Linked DNA regions of Sus scrofa: regions 1 and 2 are each linked to region 3. A link is a contact called in public Hi-C and HiChIP or PLAC-seq data. All regions are on one chromosome and are shown on one strand. Each heading gives the region's core, a stretch centred on a gene start, on an enhancer-like site or on the middle of the called end of the contact. The rest is flanking DNA. Distances are from core to core; before and after follow the strand shown.

Region 1 (2,742 bases), core at 184-2,683, 39 kb before region 3:
ATAGAGTTCCCAGGCTAGGGGTCCAGTAGGAGCTGTAGCCACTGGCCTTTGCCACTGCCGCAGCCACAGCCACGCTAGATCTGTACCATGTCTGCGGTCCACCACAGCTCACAGCAACGCTGGATCCTTAACCCTGAGCGAGGCCAGGGACTGAACCTGCGTCCTCATGGATGCTAGTCAGATTCACTTCCACTGAGCCACGACCGGAACCCCTAAGGAAAAGTATATTAAAGACGCTTAGTGTTCTGCTGAGAGAAGCTATTGATGGGGCTTGGCACAGGGACACCACGGAGTATTCTAACAGAGAGAACGCCGTCAGCAAACGTGCACAGACAAGAACTTAAGTTTCTGTGTGTTTGGAGGGGAGGGTTAATGGGCTGTTTCTAATAAACCTGACTTCTGCCTGGGTCACTGTGGAGTTACCTGCTGTCAAAACGTGTCCAAATATGACCTCTGATACCTCCTTGGGATCCACATTGGCCCTCTTCAGGACCTCTCTGATGACAGTCGAGCCCAGGTCATGGACAGGAACGGTGGACAAAGCACCATTGAAGGAGCCTAGAACAGAAGGGAAGGCGAGGGCAATGGGGAGGGCGCCCAGGGCAGCGGGAGCTGGCGGACCGGCGCTTTCCCCCTGCACAGGCGCCCACCGCAGCTCGTCCGGGCACAGAGAGGGGCGTGTGTGACTCGCAGCAGACGCACCCCGGGCAGGTGCCCCCCAGGGCGCGCCGGGAGGCTGCGGACCTGCAGAAAACCTGCCCATCCATTCCCGAAGTCTGAGAGGATGGGCGCAGCCCACGCCTCCCTAACAAAAAGGTTGACACTCTAGCGCATCCGGGACTCTTGAAATCTACACCGACACTGGGCAATTCTCACTAATCCTCCTTTACCTAACGCGACTCCTGCCCAGCGACCCGGCTGGGTCCACCGTCTCCATGCGCCTGTGGCCACAGGGCCGAGGTGGCGCTTCCAGGAGCTGGCCAATGAGGAGCGTCGCGAGAGAGCGACTCTCTTCGCCTCGCAACGGGACAGGCGGAGGGCGCAGTGGTCCCACCCAGGAAGCCAATCAAAGCACTCGGAATAGACAGGCCCTCACCAGGCGAGGAGGGGGGCGGGGAAACCCGACCGGCCGAGGAAGGCGCGAGACGGCGGGTTCCGAGGGTCCCGGAGGGCGAGGGGGGAAGTCCGGGGGGCGGGGAAGGGTGGGGTCCCTGAGATCCGGCCCGGCCGAGCTCTCAGCTCAGACCCCCGCCAGGCTTGCCGATCGCTCACCTATGACGGTCCGCGCCGCCGAGACGATGACCACGGGGTCCGAGCCTGCACTCATCCTTCTGCACAATCGAGCTCCTCCCGAGCTGGTGTGGACTCCACGCCGCGAGCGAGTGAGCAAAGCCCCGCCCTGCGGCTGAGAAGGCAACCCGGGGGGCGGGGCCTCAGACAGCTCTCCGCCCCCTCCTCCGCGGGCGCCAATGCGCAGGCGCGAGGGCGGAGTCGGGCGGGGCTGAGGGGGCCGCGGTCCCAGGACGCGCTGGTGGACCTCGGACACAGGCCTAAGCCCACCGCCAGTGTGGAGTTTAATCTGAGCAGCCCGGCGTTGTCGTTCCTGTCTTGACGTTTTTATTTGGGGGGATAAGGTTGTCTATTTTGAGCTTAGGTGGAGTCCTGCCACCTGCAGGCCTGCGGGCGGTTCTCATGTGCTTTTTGCTCGCTCTCGTGGCTTCCAAAGTTCTTTTGTGTTAATTCACTTAGGGGTTGACTTGGTTCTCTGGACTCCGCGCCCTTCTGTGGGGTTGGCCTTCTTAGCCTGGAAGATGAGCTGTAGCGGTGTGTGAGGAAGTCGCAGTGACTCAGTGTCCCCCAGATAAAGGGGTCCTCTGGTTGACAAGAGGGACAGTCTGGAAGGAGAGGAGCGTTAATAACAGGTTGGATCACTCTTCTGTTTAAAACCTTTTCCAATCTCCTATCCCCTACTGGGCAAGGTTCAAAATCTGTCAGTTTCCTTGGGAACCTCAATGCCTGGCCCCAGTCACTTTCCAGTCTCAGCTCTGGCTATTTCCCGTGGACGCAATCCTCAATGTAGTCTAATCTCCCAGAGCTCCCAGGGAGAGGTCTTGTTTTGTCTTTTTCTTCCGCTCTTTTTTTTTTGTACTTTTGTTTTTTATCGCAGAACCTGTGTCATATGGAAGTTCCCAGGCTAGCAGTCAAATTGGATCTACAGCTGCTAGCCTAGGCCACAGCCATAGCCTCGCCAGATCTGAGCCACATCTGCGACCTACATCACAGCTCCCAAGGCAATGCTGGATCCTTGACCCACTGAGCTAGGCCAGGGATTGAACCTGAGTCCTCATGGATACTAATCGGGTTCTTAACCTGCTCAGCCGCAAGGGGAACTCCAGTCTTTTGTTGTTGTTGTTGTTGTTGTTATTGTTGCTATTTCTTGGGCCGATCTCGCGGCATATGGAGGTTCCCAGGCTAAGGGTCGAATCGGAGCTGTAGCCACCGGCCTATGCCAGGGCCACAGCAACGCGGGATCCGAGCCGCGTCTGCAACCTACACCACAGCTCACGGCAACGCCGGATCGTTAACCCACTGAGCAAGGGCAGGGACCGAACCCGCAACCTCATGGTTCCTAGTCGGATTCGTTAACCACTGCGCCACGACGGGAACTCCGGGAACTCCAGTCTTATTCTCTCTAGCACCTGGGACAGTGTTGGACACACAGTAGGGACTTGCTTAATGCTT
Region 2 (2,700 bases), core at 108-2,607, 61 kb before region 3:
GGTGAACTCTGGGGCAACAGCTTCATTTTCCACAGGGTCCGTTTCAGGGTTCGTCGCTGGCTTACAACTGGTTGAGAGCGCTGCCGCCCGACACCCTAAGAATGGAATCAACCACGATGATCTCACAAAATGATGAATTCGACAACACAGGGATATGATCTAACCTGTCCCCATCCTCTCTCCTCAGTCTTTGAGCGCAAGAAAGGGGACAAAAAGCTGTGTGGACACGGGGTGTGGTCATCACAGCCATTGGTCTGCAACTTTCTACTAGAGCCATCACAATTAACTGGTTTACTTTTCGATGGGGAATGTCGACTACGAAATACGACTTGCATGTGCACACTGGTTGTGCGAACCTGGGGAGAAATCTAAGAGAAGTGGTAAGATGAATTACCCGGGTTCCTGCAAATCGACAACAACGCCCAGAATCGCGACCGAAGCGCCATCGTTGAGGGAATCGCAAACAAAGCCTCGGGCAGACCAGGCCTCTTTCCTCACTGGGGTCCCAGAGGTTCGCTGGGCGCAGCCATGTTTACTTAGGGAAAAGCCTAAGGCTCACGTAAGGTCATCGACGCCTCGACAGGAACCAACAAGCCCCCCGCCGCTGAGTGGTAGAGAGTGCAATCTGTCATCTCCGTTCCTCCAATCAGCGCTTACGCTGGGGGCGCACGCAGGCGTCGGAACCAACCAAACACTTAGCAGCAACAAACTTCCGGGGAGGGCGCGAGCCGTTAAGTAGAGGACGCTTGTTGTCGGCGTCCGGCGTCTCGGGCACGCAAGGCAGCATGTGTTCTCTCTTTGGGCCCTCGGGTTGGAAGGCGTGGATTGACCATTGTCAGGCACCCCTCTCCACACACGTGGGGGAGAAGGGGCAACGCAGGACGCACGCCCTTCTCTTTAAAAAGGGTGGCTGTCGTTTTCCCGTAGGGCCCATGGAAAACCTTGCCCCGTCCCATCCAGATTCGAGCTTTTACTTATGAGTCCGGAAACAAAAAGAGACTCGCTGCGTGCTCTTCGTGCGAGCTCCATTTAAAGGAAAACAAACTATAAACAAAGACTCGGAACCCCAGGTCTACCTCAAACGGCCCCGCCCACCCCGTCCCCCGTCACTCTCCAAGCCCCGCCTTACCTTTTCTAGAAGGCACTAGAAAGTGCAAACGCGCGTGCGCAACCTGTTTCAGAGGAACGCTTGAGCGTAGCACCATCTTCCGCCAGCGGTCCAAGTTCCTGACTTCCGACCTCCTACCTTCGCGCCGTTCTCATTCGCTTTCTAATTGGGCGAACGGCTGGACCCGCCCTCCTTCCGGCTCCTTACTTCCTGCGCGTTCAAGCTTCTCGAACCCTCCGCCCCCACCTTTCTTTCCCGTCCTGCCCCGCGGCCTGGCCGGGGCGTGGGGCGGTGCTGGTGAGCGAGGAGCGGCGTTCCCAGCATCCTCCGCGGCGCCGCTGAGGACCGTTCCACGCCGTTGCCGCCCGGCCGGAGCACCGCGCCGCAGGTTGCCCTCGGTGTGCCCGAAACTCGACGTGTACCCTGCCGCGAGGATGGAGGGGCCTTTGTCCGTGTTCGGGGACCGCAGCACTGGGGAGGCGATCCGCTCCCAGAACGGTAAGGGCGGGCGAGGCCTGTCTGGGGCCCGCAGCGGTGCGCCGGATTCCCCTCGGCCGTCGTCCTTTTGCCTTTTCTCTCCGAAAAGGGGCCCCCGGGAGGCGCCAGCGCGGGATCGCAGCCCCGGCCGGCCTCTCCGCTTCGGGGTGGCGGCGCCCTCTTCCCGGAGGGAAGGAGTTCCCAAGAGCCGGCACGTTTTTAACGGGAACCGCTCGGATGCTGCGGTCGGCCGGGGAGGCCCGGCCCTGGGCCTGAGAAGCACTCCCCGGCCTGGCGAGGGTTCCGCGCACTGACACGTGCGGCCACGCCTTGAGTTCTTGGGGCCGGTGCCCCGCGCGTTTGGGGCGTCCATCCCAACTTCTGGGTCTCATTTTAGCGTTGCTGATCAGAAAAGACAGCCTTAATTGCTGCTCTTATTGGTGAGCGAATGGCCCCACAGTTCAGAAGACAAGCCCGTTGCACACCACCGGTTGTCATCTGGAGTTAGATGCGGTGTCCCCACCTGTCGTTGGTCACATTTGGTAATAGTTGGCTAATGAAATTTGTTGAATGTTAGGGTAAGATTAAAATGAGTTTATCTACTGAACTTCAGCCCGTTAAAGCATTTGTGGTTGAGCCTCTCTTGAGACTGTTTACACTTTGAAGCCCTGCATGCCAGGTTCCAGCCGGTCTCTAGTCGATCTTAGGGTTATTTTGATAGATTCCTACGTGATTTTTGTAGTGGTGGAGTTTGTAGTATAGTCATAACCTCTGGATTTCTGCTTTTTTGAGTCACAGATAAAGGATTATTAATCTCAATAGACCTTTTTTTCTTTAAAAGAGTTGCCAGAACGTGCAGGAAAAGGCTTAAATATATATTTATCTTTTTCTGTTTTGTGTGATGTGACAGAACCTGAAATGACTAGTAGATATATTTTTTTAATTGTATGCAGCAATTAAGTGGATATTCACTTGGCACCTGTTTTGCAGTTGAATTCAAACTGAACTTTACTGGTTACTCTCCCTCCCCATCAGAGACTTTAGCTAATTTCCAAATTTGGACAGATTTGCAGATTTGAGAAATTCAGAGGCTGTTGGATATCCTTTATGTTTTG
Region 3 (2,887 bases), core at 124-2,623:
GTAAATCAACAATTCAAGTTTTCTTTAAAAGTGCAAAAAACCCGCTTAGAACTTGGGGTGAAAGACCTGTGACTTCCACTTTTCTTCTTCAGCAATGGAATTAATTAAATTCTGAGATGGAAAACGAGAGGAGCAACTCAGGACTGTAACATACCCATGGAAGTATTTTTCTATCTCGGGCAAAAGAACAGTTTCCTACTTCACAATCAGGGTTCCTTAGGATTTTCACATAGTCCTTTGGGATCAAACAGCCAAGTGACTTCATCAAAACAAGAACCTGGACTTTCCCACTGAGGTGTTCCCCACTGACTAGAGAAACAGGGTTCTAAGAAATTAAAAACAGCTTTATAGGAATCCAAGACGAGAGTTTAAAATGCTATGAAGATCTCGGGCTCAAAAGAGCATGTATTTTAAAAACCACGATGCGTGCAATCATTTGAAAATGGAAGTCCACAAGAAAACGCAGCGGCGGTAATACCCCACTGCGCGACGTGAAATTCGGTCAACGAACGCTGCTTTCCCTCCCCTGCTGAGCTCGTGGGTGCCGCCAGACCGCGGGATCCGCTCGAAAGGAGGTGGGCGCCGGCGGCACCGAGGCGGGGACGGGACGCGCGCCGAGGGGGCGGCCTCCCGGTGCCGCCGGCCCGCGGGAGCGCCCACCTCGCCCTCGGGCCCGGAGACGGAGAGCGAAGGTAAAATGGCCTCGGGGCGGCGGAAGTGTGCCCGCAGCAGGAAGGCGGCGCGGCTAACGGGAGGCTGGCGGGCCCGGGGACCCCGAGTCGCCCTCCGTGCCCTGTCCGCCCCTTTGCCGGGCCAGGCGGCCGCGCCTCAGCCCCGGGGACCCTGAGGTCCTCGCCGCCGCTCTGGCCGGGGCCCGGCCCGCACCTACCTCTCCGGACGGAGGCCGCGCGGGCGCCGCCCAGTCACATAGGCCGACCGCGCGCCGCCGCTCGCTGCCCGGGCCGCCCGACCGCGCTGCCGCCGGCCCCCGCGCGCCTCCTCCCGCCGCAGCCCTGGCGCTCCCCTTTATTTGCGGGTCTCGCTGCCACAAAATGGCGCTGAGGGAGGAAGCGAGGCCCCGTCGCCCCACCCCCTTCCCCGCTCCTCCCGCCGCGCCGCCCCGCCCCGCGCCGCCGCCGCCGCCGGCGCCCGCCCTTCTCCATCCCGCCATGTTCGCGCTCGGCCCGCTCACCGACGAGTCACCTCCCGGACGCGGACGCAGCGACCCGCCCGCCAGGCCCCGCCGCGGAGAGGAAAGACGAATGGAAGGCGCCCGCTGGGGGCCTCGAGGCGCTCGGGGAGGAGCTGCGCCTAGTGGCACGGCCCGCGGCCGCCCCAGCGCTTCCAGCTCGGCGGGGGCGGGGAGGGAAGCGGGCCGCGGGGAGGGGTGAGCCGCGAGGTCGCAGGTCAGCCGCGGGGCATCACGGGAAGGCCGGCGGGGGTCGCGCTCGGTGGCGCTGGTTGGACGCGCTCGCTGGGCCACCTGCGGCTGCAGCGCGGCCTCTGGCGGAGGAATCTGGGCGAAGGCGGCGCGTGATTGGCCGCGTCTTGGTGCAGCTCCCAGCCGTGGTGCTTCCGCGTGCTGGCGGCCAGGTGCGACCTCGGCAGCGGGCCGTGGGCTGGGCGGCTGGGCAGTGTGGACTCCGCGAGGCCTCACTAGGTTTTGAGAATTTAGAAACCGGGGCTCCCTCTTTCTTCGGGAAGGACGGCCTCTTGGACGCTTGGTTTGTCCCCGCCTTGACATCTCGAGGCGCAACCGGGGAGCTATTGTTGTCTAGCGGAGAGGTTGTGCGTATGTCAGCAGCCCTAGGGGCACCTTGGTCATCCAGAAACAAGGGACCGGAGAACCTTGGAAGGTTTTTGAACCTAGTAATGTAAGTTTTAAAATTTGAATATATTCAGGTAATTCTTTTAATTTGGCTGGTATTATCTAGCCTTACCCAAACCATTTATCCTCAGGACGTGTGCTGGAATGAGATAATCTATAAGGATAGTATTAAAGTGTGTTCAAAGACCAAAATCCGAAGAGAAAAATGGGCAAGGCATGAATAGACATTTCACACCAAAGAACAGCAATGATCCTTAAATATGAACGGTTGTTTGTCCTCGCGCGTAATGGAAATGCACATTGGAATTCTACGAATAAACCGTGCTCATTAACCTTCTGGTAGGAATTGGAAAGTGATTCAAGCCCTATGGAGTACCAAGATTATATATGCACTTATTCACATGTCTTGCAAATTCCACCTCTAACCCTAACCTGATTCTGAAAATACATCCTCACATACAGAAATAACATGTAGGCAAGGTTTCTTGTTGCACTGTCCTCACAGAAGTTTAGAAATCGGAGTTCCTGTTGTGGCTCAGCGGTTAACAAACCCAACTAACATCCATGGGTTCGATCCCTGGCCTCCCTCAGTGGGTTATGGATCTGGCGTTGCTGTGGCTGTGGTGTAGGCCGGCAGCTACAGCTCTGATTTGACCCCTACCCTGGGAACCTCCGCATGCTGCGGGTGCAGACCTAGAAAGACCAAAAAAAAGAGAAAAAGAAATAACCCATATGTCCGTTAGTAGGGAACTGGCTATACATGATCCATCCCTACCATGGGGTATGGGATACAGTACAACCATAAAGTATGAGGATAATATTTATGTGTTGCTATGAAATGCATCCCAACCTATATGGAAAATTGGAAGCATATCTTAGAAACAGTAAAAATGGTCATTCATCTAGGAGTTCCTGCTGTGGTGAAACTGGCAAAGGTTGGGGGGGGCATCATGGGAGCATCGTGTGGCAGGTTTGGTCCCTGGCCCCTCACAGTGGGTTAAAGTTCCAGTGTTGCCGAAGTTGCAGCAGCTCAGGAACTCCATATGCTGTGGGGTGGCC

What was found. Hi-C and Micro-C count contacts between places; a contact is called where the count stands out from the background. HiChIP or PLAC-seq counts read pairs in DNA pulled down with a chosen protein or histone mark.
Region 1: an H3K27ac HiChIP or PLAC-seq map of skeletal muscle shows a contact between it and region 3. The contact joins the promoter of ACAT2 here to the promoter of WTAP in region 3. A contact is called at or near these places in 3 of 47 Hi-C or Micro-C datasets (adipocytes, epiblast stem cells and fetal heart ventricle) and 2 of 2 datasets of contacts at active chromatin or transcription factors (alveolar macrophages and skeletal muscle).
Region 2: a Hi-C map of liver shows a contact between it and region 3, with 6 times the contacts expected there. The contact joins the promoter of TCP1 here to the promoter of WTAP in region 3. A contact is called at or near these places in 1 of 5 promoter capture datasets (liver), 18 of 47 Hi-C or Micro-C datasets (alveolar macrophages, blood, embryonic fibroblasts and 11 more) and 2 of 2 datasets of contacts at active chromatin or transcription factors (alveolar macrophages and skeletal muscle).

What each region holds. Positions count from the first base shown.
Region 1 is chr1:7,611,428-7,614,169 of Sscrofa11.1, forward strand. It overlaps ACAT2 (acetyl-CoA acetyltransferase, cytosolic), which reads right to left and starts at 1,434. Exons shown (of 9, transcript XM_001928345.4): 1 at 1,273-1,434; 2 at 424-558. The coding sequence starts at 1,327.
Region 2 is chr1:7,588,783-7,591,482 of Sscrofa11.1, forward strand. It overlaps TCP1 (t-complex 1), which reads left to right and starts at 1,358. Exons shown (of 12, transcript NM_001243427.1): 1 at 1,358-1,606. The coding sequence starts at 1,543. It overlaps MRPL18 (39S ribosomal protein L18, mitochondrial), which reads right to left and starts at 1,255. Exons shown (of 4, transcript XM_003121109.4): 1 at 1,130-1,255; 2 at 1-95. The coding sequence starts at 1,205.
Region 3 is chr1:7,650,218-7,653,104 of Sscrofa11.1, forward strand. WTAP (WT1 associated protein) reads right to left here and starts at 1,374. Exons shown (of 8, transcript NM_001244241.1): 1 at 1,193-1,374. It overlaps LOC102157641, which reads left to right and starts at 423. Exons shown (of 5, transcript XM_013992444.2): 1 at 423-426; 2 at 552-717; 3 at 818-990; 4 at 1,064-1,874. The coding sequence starts at 423.